Linked DNA regions of Mus musculus: all the other regions are linked to region 4. A link is a contact called in public Hi-C and HiChIP or PLAC-seq data. All regions are on one chromosome and are shown on one strand. Each heading gives the region's core, a stretch centred on a gene start, on an enhancer-like site or on the middle of the called end of the contact. The rest is flanking DNA. Distances are from core to core; before and after follow the strand shown.

Region 1 (2,700 bases), core at 90-2,589, 580 kb after region 4:
CAGGGGTTCTCAGCCTCTGCTGTACACAGGAACAATCAAGAGATCCCTAAAAGCAACATCTCCCTGCACTCCACTCTCAGAGATTCTATCGCAGCTGGCCTGCTTGTCTCAAAAATCCCCTGTGCAGCCAGGGTTGCAAAGCCCTTGTCCCAGACACTCACACACTTGGCTCAGGTCAACACACTCATTGGGATTCTGAGCACTAGAAACAGGTTGAGACAGGGCAGCCTCTACCCTGTGACCACAGACCTGTCTACCCTGTGACAACAGACGAGCACTTACTCTCTGTTTTAGGAAAAAGAAACTGGGATCCCAGATTTATTTCAGGCCAAACCAAATAAACTTGCAGGTGAAGAGAGATTTGGGTGTAGGCTTCTACACAAAATACTTCCTGTTGCTCCCTGCCAGAAGCCTGGGGACTAACTGAGCCCGGGGAATTCTGGGAGGAAATTCATGCCTGAACCACAGTGAAAGTGTACTGCCTACACACACCCCTCAGCACAGCGACGCTTCAGATCGGGGTGCAAATGGAGGACACAGCAGCACAAAAGAAGCCAGCTCTGCGGCCTCTGCTCCCTCCGTGTCACTACTGGTTCTGCTCTGAGCCCCGGGGACAGATAAATAACTAACAGCACAGAAACTCGGAGGACAGAGATACCATTGAAGGAATTCAGCCACCAGCCAGGAAAGGAGCCATAGGGCCCTGTTTCCATCCCTAGGAGATGGAAAGGAAAATGAGAACACACACACAGGCACACACACGCACACTAGCTGAAGGAACACACATACACGCATACGCACAAACAGGCACATGCACATACATACACACATAAGCTGGAGGAACATTTAAAGTGTTTCACACCTACAGGCCTTCCACTAATAGCAATTCAAGCAAGCCTTCAGTTTCTTGCAAACCTTGCAACTCCTCCTGCATCACTAATCTTCCTAGAAGCCCTTTGCTGTCAGGGTTAGTAATGGATGAGGCCTGAGTTGGCTAAGACATATTAATATAAGAAGAGCACACTCTGGTGTCCCCCACCCCTGCCCTGTACCCCCCACCCCCCTGCTCCCAGCAGTCACTCTCAGCACAGTGAAAAGTGACCTGTGTTCTTTTCACTGTCTCAGCCTCTCCTCTGACCCGGCATTCCCCGGAAAGCTAGCAAGCTGGCAGCCCTGTCTCTGACTGCTCTGAGGCCACAAAAGCCGTAAAGCACTGAGCAGACACGGTCCATCTGTCTCTCACTGTCTTCTACTTGTCATGCGGGTCACTCTGTAGGCAGACCGGCTGCGGAAGGTTTGGCAGGTTACCAGAAAGTGACTCCTCACTCCTGCCCTCCCTCCTTGGCACAGACTACCCGAAGTACAGGAAGACCAGAAGGCTTTTTTTCTGAGCCACATGATGTGCATTCCTGTCCTGCTCCACTGGAGACACCCCACCCATCGCATGCAGGCAGGAGGAGCACATGCCTCCTTCCCATGGTGGGGCAGGTGTCCTAGGTTAGCGCGGCTTGTCATAAGACCTAAGGGGGCTGTCTCAGGCTCGACCTCACCCAGGGCTCACGGGCATAAACCATGCATGCTGTCCCTTTCAGGTTTTCGGGCAGAATTACAGATGTGCTTTCTTCAAGTTCCAGAGAAGTTGTTTACACAGCTGTATTCCCAGTAGACATGATGCCTTACAGGCTGCTGAGCCATGCCACAGTATAGCTCACCTGCTCTCGGGACACACTGCTTCCTTAGCTCATTTCATCAAGGAAACAAACCAAGAGGGATAGAGAGATGACTCCACAGTTAAGAGCACTTCCTGCTTTTGTGGAATACCTGAGCTCAGGTCCCAGCACCCACAGCTGATGCCTCCCAACTGCTTGGAACTCTAGCTCCAGGAGGACCTGACACCCTCTTCTTGCCTCTGAAGGCATTGCACTCATATGCAATGTGTGCAAGCAAGTGCGAGTGCACACACACACACACATACACACACACAGTTAAAAATACAATAACTTTAAAAAATAAAAAACACCAATCTCACAAAAATTCAGTGAGTTTTCCAATAATCCCCCTCCCATCCCCTCTTACTGAAGCAGGACATAAAGATCTTTTGACTCTGAAACCAATACTTTGGCCAATGTGCCGCACAGTCCCTGTGGGGCTGGGAGTCCCCCCTGACCTTAAAACTGCAAACAGAAGCCTCTCACATGTCTTCCAGCTTCCTAACAGTAAGCAATTTATACATTTCCAACTGTATTTGGGAAAGTGCACAGGCCGTTGTCCAAGGTTCCTTCATTTGTGTCTTGGACAGATCATACCAATGCAGTGAGCAGAGGGGTGTGGGAAGTGTCTGCTGAGGTGGAGAGACAGCAAGGTCAGCTGTCACAGGCATATGCAGCCCTTAAAGGTGTATCGAAGGAAAGATAACACGAAGTCCCATCAAACACAGACAGAAAAGGAGACAAAATTACCAAGGGCCTTCTGGGGCTGGAGAGATGGCTCAGAGGCGAACAGCACACACAGGGGACCCATGTCAGGTAACACATAACCATCTAACTCCAGCTCCACGGGCTCTGACAGCTCTGGCCTCCTCAGATGTGGAACTCAACTCTCATCTCCCAAGTCCGTGGACCATGGACCACAGTTGTTTTGCCTCACCATTCCCCTTGAATGTCATCCTGAATGCTTCCAGAATACAATTGCTATGTCTCT
Region 2 (2,802 bases), core at 136-2,635, 800 kb after region 4:
CAGCAGGGGGAGCCACTGCCCTGCCTTTGCACAAGACTCCCTGGAAGCTTCCAGAACAAAGACAGAGCCTGGAATGGACTCCCTCTTAGAAGCGAGGCTACAGCTGTGTCTATCCTTTAATTCCAAGCCTCGGCTTCCCTTCTGTACAGGTGACTGAAAGCATTTATGCAGCCATAGTAAGGGTCAGGTCAGGTGACCAGGGAGGATGATGTGACCCAGAGGGAAAAAGTTGGACTCGAGACCTCGGACAAAGCGAATGTGAGTGAAACCTGTAACTCACTGTCATTTTCCAGCCTCACTCTGAGGCCCCCACACTCACCCCAGGGGTAGGAGGGCACAGGGAACCTACTCAAACATGTGGAACAGCTTGCCATGACATACACGGTAGAGCAAAACCTTGTTTGCATCATTTCCCCATCTGCATTGGAGAAGTCCGGAGGGAGACCTGGCCTGCACTTCTGTTAAGAGAAAGTAATGCTTTCCCCCTCCTCACACACAACACCACAACATCACTACCCCCCCCCCAATACACCACACACACATACACTACCACCTCTACTAGGTGAGTGCTCACACCTGGAACCCCACTTCCTTTTTTCCCAAACAACTCAGTCTGATGAGGCCACTCTGCTTCCTGGCTACTGGGCTTTTCCCAGACCTGGAACCAGACTGCTCCCCAGGCCTTCCTCCTCTGCCCTCCACCAACATCCATCCAAGGTATGTGTGGCTTTATCAACTCATGGAAGCAGAGGTGTCACCATACCACACCACACCACACACCCTCCAGTGTGCTACCTGTTTCCAGTGCTGTTGAGAAACTGCAGAAGGTAACAGCTTCCTGCCAAGCTACTCTACTATGCTTTCTTTCCCTCCAGAGTTGCACACCAGGTTCTCCAGCCCCTGGAACAACGGATTCATTCAGTCTAGGGCCACCTCCCAGGGAGGCTCTGTTGGGTCCTCTGACTCCTGAAGCTCCAGCCACTAGCAACTTGACCTCCTGTACCCTGCTACCTGTCCTGGGTCTGAAGTAGCTTGGTGATTGCATGAGGAGGCACCAAAGTGTTGGGGAAAGTTGAGCAGGTGCTTTCTGTTCCTGCACTGCCTGGTGTCCTGGTACTGCCTGGTGTCCTGGCACTTCCAACGACTCTGAGGTAGGAGGTGCTCAGTAATCCTTGTAGAAGAAACAGAAGGACAACAGGCAGCAACCAGAGTTCTAGATCTGAGAGAGCCCAGAATAGATCCAAGGCAGATGGCCCCCCTCCAGCTGAAGATGGGAGGAAGGGAGCACCTGGCTGCTTTCTAAGTATCCGCTCCAATGTTGCCCGGTGGAGTGATGCAGAGCAGGAGGGGTCTAGGTTTGGGGCCTTGCTGAGCTTGGCTGCTCAAGTAGAGTAGGGGTTCCTCTGTGAAGGAGAGCTAGGGACAGAATTTGGACTTGTTCATGTCTCTGGGGTTGCGGTCAGGTCCCTGGCTAGGACTGGAGTATTCCGAAGCAGCTCCCCTTTCCCAGACCCTCATTCTGGGCCGGCAGACCTGTCACCCAAAGTGCACACCAGGCAAGCGGGGAGCAGGAGGCTCCGGGTGGGTCCCCACCAGCCGGGGCGGGGTCCCGTGGGGCAGGGGCGGGGCTGGCGGCGGGCAGGGCCGCCCCTTCCAGCGAGGGCAGACTGTCTTGGCCTTTAAGCGCCTGCTGAAGCTCGGCTGAGAGAGGCCCGGGTCAGTCCCCACACCATGCCCTGTTTGCGCTCCGGGCCAGAGTGCGCCTGAGCGGTTCGGGCCTCGGTATCCCCGCGGGTCTTGCGCCGCCGCCTCTCCGCGATGCAGGCGCGCGCGCTGCTCCCCGCCACGCTGGCCATTCTGGCCACGCTGGCTGTGTTGGCTCTGGCCCGGGAGCCCCCAGCGGCTCCGTGTCCTGCGCGCTGCGACGTGTCGCGCTGTCCGAGCCCTCGCTGCCCTGGGGGCTATGTGCCTGACCTCTGCAACTGCTGCCTGGTGTGCGCTGCCAGCGAGGGCGAGCCCTGCGGCCGCCCCCTGGACTCTCCGTGCGGGGACAGTCTGGAGTGCGTGCGCGGCGTGTGCCGCTGCCGTTGGACCCACACTGTGTGTGGCACAGACGGGCATACTTATGCCGACGTGTGCGCGCTGCAGGCCGCCAGCCGTCGTGCGTTGCAGGTCTCCGGGACTCCAGTGCGCCAGCTGCAGAAGGGTGCCTGTCCCTCTGGTAAGCTCCACCAGGAATCAAAAAAGCCTTACTCTGAGGAAACTGAGGTCCAGGGGAATCTGTCCACTTCCACTAGGCAGCCTTTTAAGAATAGTTCACACAACCCTCTGGCTTTCTAGATGGGGAAACTGAGGTCCCCAAGAGATAAATGCTGTCCCCAAAGTCACAAAAAGTTAGACTTAAACTCTAGTGTGGCAGCCTGGTAGCGTCTGGTGGGCTGTGAGGCTCTGACCCAGCCACACTCCTGTTTCTTAGAGTCCTCCAGTGACTTACAAGGGAACGAGCGTCAAGCAATCTTTTCCTGGTCTCTGTCTTCAATTCCTGCTCTGTTTTCTTCTGTCAGGCTGTGCTGGGTGCTGGTTCTGTGTGCCTGTCTTGGGCCTGGCTGTCTGAGAGGCAGAGGGTTTTCAGGGTGGCCAGGCACCTGCATTACTCTGCTCCCTTCATGGTTGTGTTTGGTGTACTCTTCTCTGCTCTCCCATGTGACAGATACTATTAACATCAGGTTCTGGGCAGAAACCAGTAAGAATGGAATTGTTCTTTACAGATTGAGCCATTTGTAAGAAAAAAATCTTTTCTGG
Region 3 (2,798 bases), core at 251-2,750, 510 kb after region 4:
CACTCCTCGCTCCTCACTCCGGATGGAGTCTGCCCACAGTCATCAGATGCTGCCGCTTTCCCAACATTTCAGCCATAGAAGGATGATTGCATGAGACAGGTCCTCCCTTAAGTTAAAGCATGACTTCATGGGACATTACCATATTTTAATACATTCTTGGGATTTAAGTTTCAGAGAGAGAGAGAAGCAGGAAACTCAGACATGTTCACAGCTGTGTTTGTCAACAGGCCCCCATGGCACCTCACTTTCTCAAGAAGTGATTCCCAAGTTTTCATTTTCTTGGGGAGGGAACACAGAGGTGAATAAGGTCAGGCGGGGATCTGCCAGATCTTCCAGCTAAAGCAGACATCTGCCACCAGAGGGCGGCAGAGTGCAGCCAGGACCTTAAGACCTGGATGTGGACGGGCTTGGAGGCTTCTGGGGAACAATTAGATGAGGGATTTGTTGTTTGATTTTTCCACTGGTTTTTATTCTTTTTCTATTTTTATAACCCCACTTATATTATAGTAATGTGCTAATATATCTTTAAAACTGGGTAATTTCAGTTTAATATTTTGAGATTCTTTCCACTCCAAATTCTACAGAAAGAAAGGCAAGATTAAACAAGGTCTCGTTTGAATTCTAAAGTTAACTCTACAGGCCTCAGAGTCTACCTTTTTCACCCGAGCCTGGGCAGGGCTGAGTGTGCAGATGTGTTTCGTTGACTTTAAAGCACAGCAGGTAAAGAATAGACAGTGGTGGTAACACAGACCCTTAGCCCCTGCCCAGTTCACCTCCCATGTTCACAGAAACCAAGGAACCGTTGGAACCCACATCCCAGACAAGCAGCCCGAATCCCCAAAGCAATGAGTGGCCTTGCCAGCATCTTCTGGGCCCTGCGCTGAGTGATGGTGACACTGCAGAGCAGTGTCATAATCTAGCAATGCAATGAGGCTTGGACCAGTCTGAGCTCCCAGGTGGACAGCAAGAGGAGGCCTTTGTGCTTGTACCTAGGATGATGTGACTAGTATAAGGCACCTGTGTGGGGCAGAGAGAGGGTAGACAGACAGGAGGAGGGCTGGAGGGAGGGTACATTTCCAGGTCTCACGGCTTTGCTTATAGAATAACAAGAACCCTGGGACTTTGTCAGACCATGGAAGGCCAGGAAAAAAAAATCATCTTGGGTTTGGAGTCTTGGTGTGTCTCTTGGGTACATTACCCGGAGGGCTGCAAACAAGCTGCCCAGACCAACACTAATGCATCCCTCAAAGGCCTCTCAAGGGATGAAGATGGCACCTAGGGCCACCCAGCTACCTCTGCAGCTCTGCTCCCCACCCACGAAAGCCCTGCAAGAGCACCCCAGGAAACCACAGCACCCCGTCTAGCTTAACCAGACTGCAGTGCACAGGTGTGCACCAAGCTCAGCTCAGTAATTCCCGGGACCCTTTTCTGCCTGCTCAGCTGCTCTGCCCTTCTGGCCCCATCAGCTTAGCACTGTCTCCCAGCAGCTGCAGGGGCTCAGCTTGGCAGGGTCAGTCCCCCCGGGCCCCAGTCCAGCTCCCTTCCTCTGCTGAGAGCCCTGCAGCTGCTCTGAAAGGCTGAAAATGGCCATTGTTCCCTGTTCCCCTAGAGACACGTACCCTTACCTCTGGTCTGGCAGAGAGCTGCGTGTCCATTTTAGAGTTGTGCGGACAGAGGCCATTGTCTCGGCAGAAGCCAGAGCTGTGACCAGCAAAGTCTCAGGCCCCTGCTCTCAGGATCACCCAAGCTCTCAAGAAACTGACTAGCATGGAGACAGTAATGCTGTGGGCATCTGTGGGCAGGCCTGCAACGCTGTGCTCTTCTGATAAGGAAGTGCCATGACTTACAGGGAGTCAGAGAGTATTGAGGAGTGGAGTCACCCGCTTGTGAGGGCAGGGGCCACCAATTCTGCTGAGGCCCGAGACTCATGACTTCTCTGAGGCACGCCATTCTCCTCTGCAAGAGGAGGGCCCAGACTGTGACCTCTGACCTGCCTTGCCATGTTAATTAATACACAACCATTCCTCCTTAAAGCATTTCTACCTCTAGTCTTGAATCCCGGCGCTCAGGAGACAGATGCAGCAGGCAGATCTCTGTGAGTTCAAGACCTGCCTGGTGTATATGGTGAGACCGTGTCTCAAAAACAATAATTTCTTATTATCTCTAACCTAGATCAGTTGAAAAAAAAAGCAGAAGCTAAACTCTCCTTAACTCCAGACTGCTGTCATCTCAAGGGCTGATGACAAAGGCAGGAAGAAAGACTATGTCCCCAAGAGCTCCAGGAAGATGGAGAGGTTGGCCAGGAGCAGTGTGGCAGTGTCCCCAGCCTCTCCCAACTCGGTCACAGCTTTGTCCAGCTGTCTGCACTCCAGCCAAGTTCTCTCCTCATAGAAAGGAATATGACATGGAGACCTTCATTACCAGCTGACCTGAGTCTGTCCTGTTCCCAGCAACTACTTGATGATAAATAGTCCAGGGATCTGGGGTGCACGTAGCTCCTGGTACCTATGGATGCTATTATTCTTTCCTGACTCGGAACCCAAGGAGGGGAATCAGTAGGAAAGAGGGGACTGTAAACAGAATGACTCTGAAGGAAGCGTGTGTTCACACTGATGGGAAGCAGGCTCTGAATAGTAATCTACAAGGGCGTATTCCTGGTCTTGTTTTGTTCTGGTATAGGGTCTTACTATGTTGCTGTGGCTGGTTAGTACTCAGTACATAGCCCAGGATAGCCCAGACTAGTCCAGTCTAGCCCAGAATAGCCCAGGCTGGCCTTATTGGCAATAACCCTCTATGCT
Region 4 (2,700 bases), core at 86-2,585:
GCCTTCATCCTGGTTTCAAAGTGTACCAGGCTCTGCTTCAGCTGCACGTTCTCGAGACGCACGGCGCTCATCTCCTTCTCCTTCTTATCCTCCAGGGCCTGAAGCTGTTCCACCTCTCTCAGGGCAGCCTGGCGCCCACCACGCGTGCGGCAACTGCCCATGACCTGCATCACCACCTGCTTCTTGAGGGCCTGGAAGCGCCGCCACTCTTTCTCCACCCTGGTCTGCTTCTCTTGGCACTGCTGCTTCAGCTCCCGTACCTCCTGACGGTACCACTCTAAGTCGTCTGCCTCTTGTTTCTTCAGTTCCTCCAGCATGGCCAGATAGCGCAAGTATGCTTGCTCTTTCTCGGGAGATTCGGGTTCAGCGCTCTTGTCCCCAGGTTCCGCCGCTGCTTCCAGCCCCTTCTTGCGTAGGGTCTCGTGAATCTTCTGCTGTAGGTACATGTTGTAGCGCTGATAACGGTTCCGCTCCACTAGCAGGGAGTGGTACTGTTCCACCAGCTCGCCGCGCAGTTGCTGCTCTTGCAGCTTCTGCATGTCCGCTGTCCACTCAAACTCTTCAGTGGACGCCCCTTTTTGTTTCTCCTCTTCCTTGGCCTCTCCAGGGTGAAGTTGCTCTTCTGTGCTTTTGTGTCGTTCTCGATCTGTCCCCTCGATCTCTTCACTGTCTCTCTTCTTCAGTGACTCCCTTGCTTTCTCTTTCGCAGCTTGTGGGCCTGGGGCAGCCCCCTCCTCAACAATTGTGGTCAGCGGTAGAGATGGCCGGAACCGTGACTCCTTCCTCTTCTCCCTCTTCCCCTTGCCCTTCGGCTTCTCTGGCCTGTCCCGTTCCTCTCCCTCATCCTCATCCTCATCCTCATCCTCGTCCTCGTCCTCGTCCTCATCCTCGTCCTCATCCTCGTCTTCGTCTTTGTCCTCTGGTTCCTTGGACTCCGGCTTGGTCTTGGGCTGGGTCTGTGGCAGACTCTCTGGCTCTCGGGACACGGCCTCGCCCGCGGTCTCAGCGGCCCCCGGACTTTCCGGGACCTCAACATGCGCGTAATCGATCCCCTCCGAATCCTTCGCTTTTGAGCTGTCCGACACCGGCTGGGTCTCGCTCTCAGGCTCCCGCCCTTGCGTCGGCTCCGGCTCTGGCTTCGGCTCTGGCTCCTGCTCTACAGGGTTGGCCGGAGTCAGAGGTTCGGAGCTAACCTTGATCTCGAGCGACTGCCTGGCCAGGCCTTCCTCGGCTCGGTCTTTGCCCTCGATGTCCCCGTAGTGGCTGTCCATTTTCGACCCGCCGGCCCCGCTCTGAGGCCGGCTGATGCCTGCTGTTAGGTTTCCCGGGGCAACCAGGGCGCGCGGTGGGCCCCGCGATTGGTCACCCGCCTTCCATTTCTCTCCACCTCCCGGCAATATTAGGCCAATGAAGATCTGCGAACAGGTGAAGGGAGGCGCTAATTGGACGCTGGTTCCCGAGAGGCGTGGCCCGCACGGCCTACTTCCGGTCCGCGCCCCGCCGGCTGACAGGCTTAGGGCGGGGCCTCGCGGCTCCTCCAGTCCATGAGGCCGCGGGAGGCGCCGGCGCGCAGGCGCAGAGCAAAGACTCGGCTGTCCGCGAGAGGGCGCGCGGGGGGCGCCTGCGCGATGCGGCGGGGAGACAGCGGCTGCGGCGGCGGCGGCCGGGCCGGGCCGGAGGGCGCCTGCGTGCTGAGGCGGGACGCGGCCCGCCTGGCCGGCTCCGGCGGCGCCTGGGCGGGGGCGGCCGTGGCAGCGGCCGGCAGCGGCACGGGCGCGGCGGGCGCAGCGAGCCCGGCAGGCGGCGGGGCGCTGACGGCCGGGGGCGCGGCGGCTGCGGGCCGGGCGGCGGGCGAGCGGGGGAAGATGGCGGAGCTGGGTAAGAAGTACTGCGTGTACTGCTTGGCCGAGGTGAGCCCGCTGCGCTTCCGCTGCACAGAGTGCCAGGACATCGAGCTGTGCCCCGAGTGCTTCTCGGCCGGCGCGGAGATCGGCCACCACCGCCGCTACCACGGCTACCAGCTGGTAGACGGCGGACGATTCACACTCTGGGGTCCTGAGGCGGAGGGCGGCTGGACCAGCCGCGAGGAGCAGCTGCTGCTGGACGCCATCGAGCAGTTCGGCTTCGGCAACTGGGTGAGCGGCGGGCTACGGCTAGAAGGGAGGGCATGGCTGGCTGGCTCGGTGTACGTTGCGGAGGGCCGCAGGTGGTCGGATGGTTGTGTCCGGAACGTGTTGGTCACCAGCGGTCACACAGCTGGTAGAGCAGGGCCTTGACCCATTGCCCCGACACGGAGCTGTCTGCCCTTCACACTCGTCCTCAAGAGGTGTGCATTGAACGCGGGTAGAGGGTAGGCCCTGTGCGTTGCCAGGCTTATCCTTGAGTCAGATGGCAGCAAGCTAGATCCCACTGTCCTTTGCTGAGTTCCCCTAGTACGGTTGTGTTCTCCTGGGCATAGTGGTGGGGAAGGCCAGAAGCCTGGGGCTGCCCGTCCCGCCTGCACTTAGTCTGCATTCAGGGCTTCGTGTGCTTTCTGTGGGTGTCAGCATGTGCCCTGTGCTAAGGTTCTCAATGAGTAGCAGTATCTTGTTTAAGTCTTAGTCTCCACAGCACCCAGGACATGGTGTGATGGGTGGACAGTAAAGAATGAACAAAGGCGTGTTCCTGAAGAGGCATGGATCCTGGGGTCTGCTTTCTAGC

The links. A called contact is a pair of places that touch in the nucleus more often than the background predicts. HiChIP or PLAC-seq counts read pairs in DNA pulled down with a chosen protein or histone mark.
Region 1: an H3K4me3 HiChIP or PLAC-seq map of forebrain shows a contact between it and region 4, with 4 times the contacts expected there. The contact joins the enhancer-like site here to the promoter of Ccdc96 in region 4. A contact is called at or near these places in 3 of 39 promoter capture datasets (cranial neural crest, liver and stem cell-derived epiblast-like cells), 3 of 484 Hi-C or Micro-C datasets (CD8 T cells, embryonic stem cells and muscle stem cells), 8 of 115 datasets of contacts at active chromatin or transcription factors (the NIH/3T3 cell line, differentiating embryonic stem cells, embryonic stem cells and 5 more) and 1 of 9 other capture datasets (adipose tissue).
Region 2: a Hi-C map of muscle stem cells shows a contact between it and region 4, with 3 times the contacts expected there. The contact joins the promoter of Htra3 here to the promoter of Ccdc96 in region 4. A contact is called at or near these places in 1 of 39 promoter capture datasets (liver) and 1 of 484 Hi-C or Micro-C datasets (muscle stem cells).
Region 3: a contact with region 4 is called in an H3K4me3 HiChIP or PLAC-seq map of forebrain, with 5 times the contacts expected there. The contact joins the enhancer-like site here to the promoter of Ccdc96 in region 4. A contact is called at or near these places in 2 of 39 promoter capture datasets (hippocampal neurons and pre-B cells), 1 of 484 Hi-C or Micro-C datasets (embryonic limb bud) and 14 of 115 datasets of contacts at active chromatin or transcription factors (the NIH/3T3 cell line, astrocytes, differentiating embryonic stem cells and 11 more).

Annotation. Positions count from the first base shown.
Region 1 is chr5:35,906,815-35,909,514 of GRCm38.p6, reverse strand. All of the region lies in intron 1 of Afap1 (actin filament associated protein 1), which reads right to left. Among named protein-coding and RNA genes, the nearest start is that of Afap1, 15 kb to the right of the region's middle. Within about 2 kb of position 1,339, at least 144 of the 459 cell types and tissues checked have an H3K27ac peak or open chromatin away from gene starts, as enhancers often do. A contact at or near this core is called in the NIH/3T3 cell line, adipose tissue, forebrain and 3 more, where this site is marked.
Region 2 is chr5:35,678,363-35,681,164 of GRCm38.p6, reverse strand. It overlaps Htra3 (HtrA serine peptidase 3), which reads left to right and starts at 1,385. Exons shown (of 9, transcript NM_030127.3): 1 at 1,385-2,221. The coding sequence starts at 1,819.
Region 3 is chr5:35,969,608-35,972,405 of GRCm38.p6, reverse strand. All of the region lies in intron 9 of Afap1 (actin filament associated protein 1), which reads right to left. Among named protein-coding and RNA genes, the nearest start is that of Afap1, 78 kb to the right of the region's middle. Within about 2 kb of position 1,500, at least 67 of the 459 cell types and tissues checked have an H3K27ac peak or open chromatin away from gene starts, as enhancers often do. A contact at or near this core is called in astrocytes, forebrain, oligodendrocyte precursor cells and 1 more, where this site is marked.
Region 4 is chr5:36,483,223-36,485,922 of GRCm38.p6, reverse strand. Ccdc96 (coiled-coil domain containing 96) reads right to left here and starts at 1,335. Exons shown (of 1, transcript NM_025725.3): 1 at 1-1,335. The coding sequence starts at 1,271. It overlaps Tada2b (transcriptional adaptor 2B), which reads left to right and starts at 1,638. Exons shown (of 2, transcript NM_001170454.1): 1 at 1,638-2,135. The coding sequence starts at 1,866.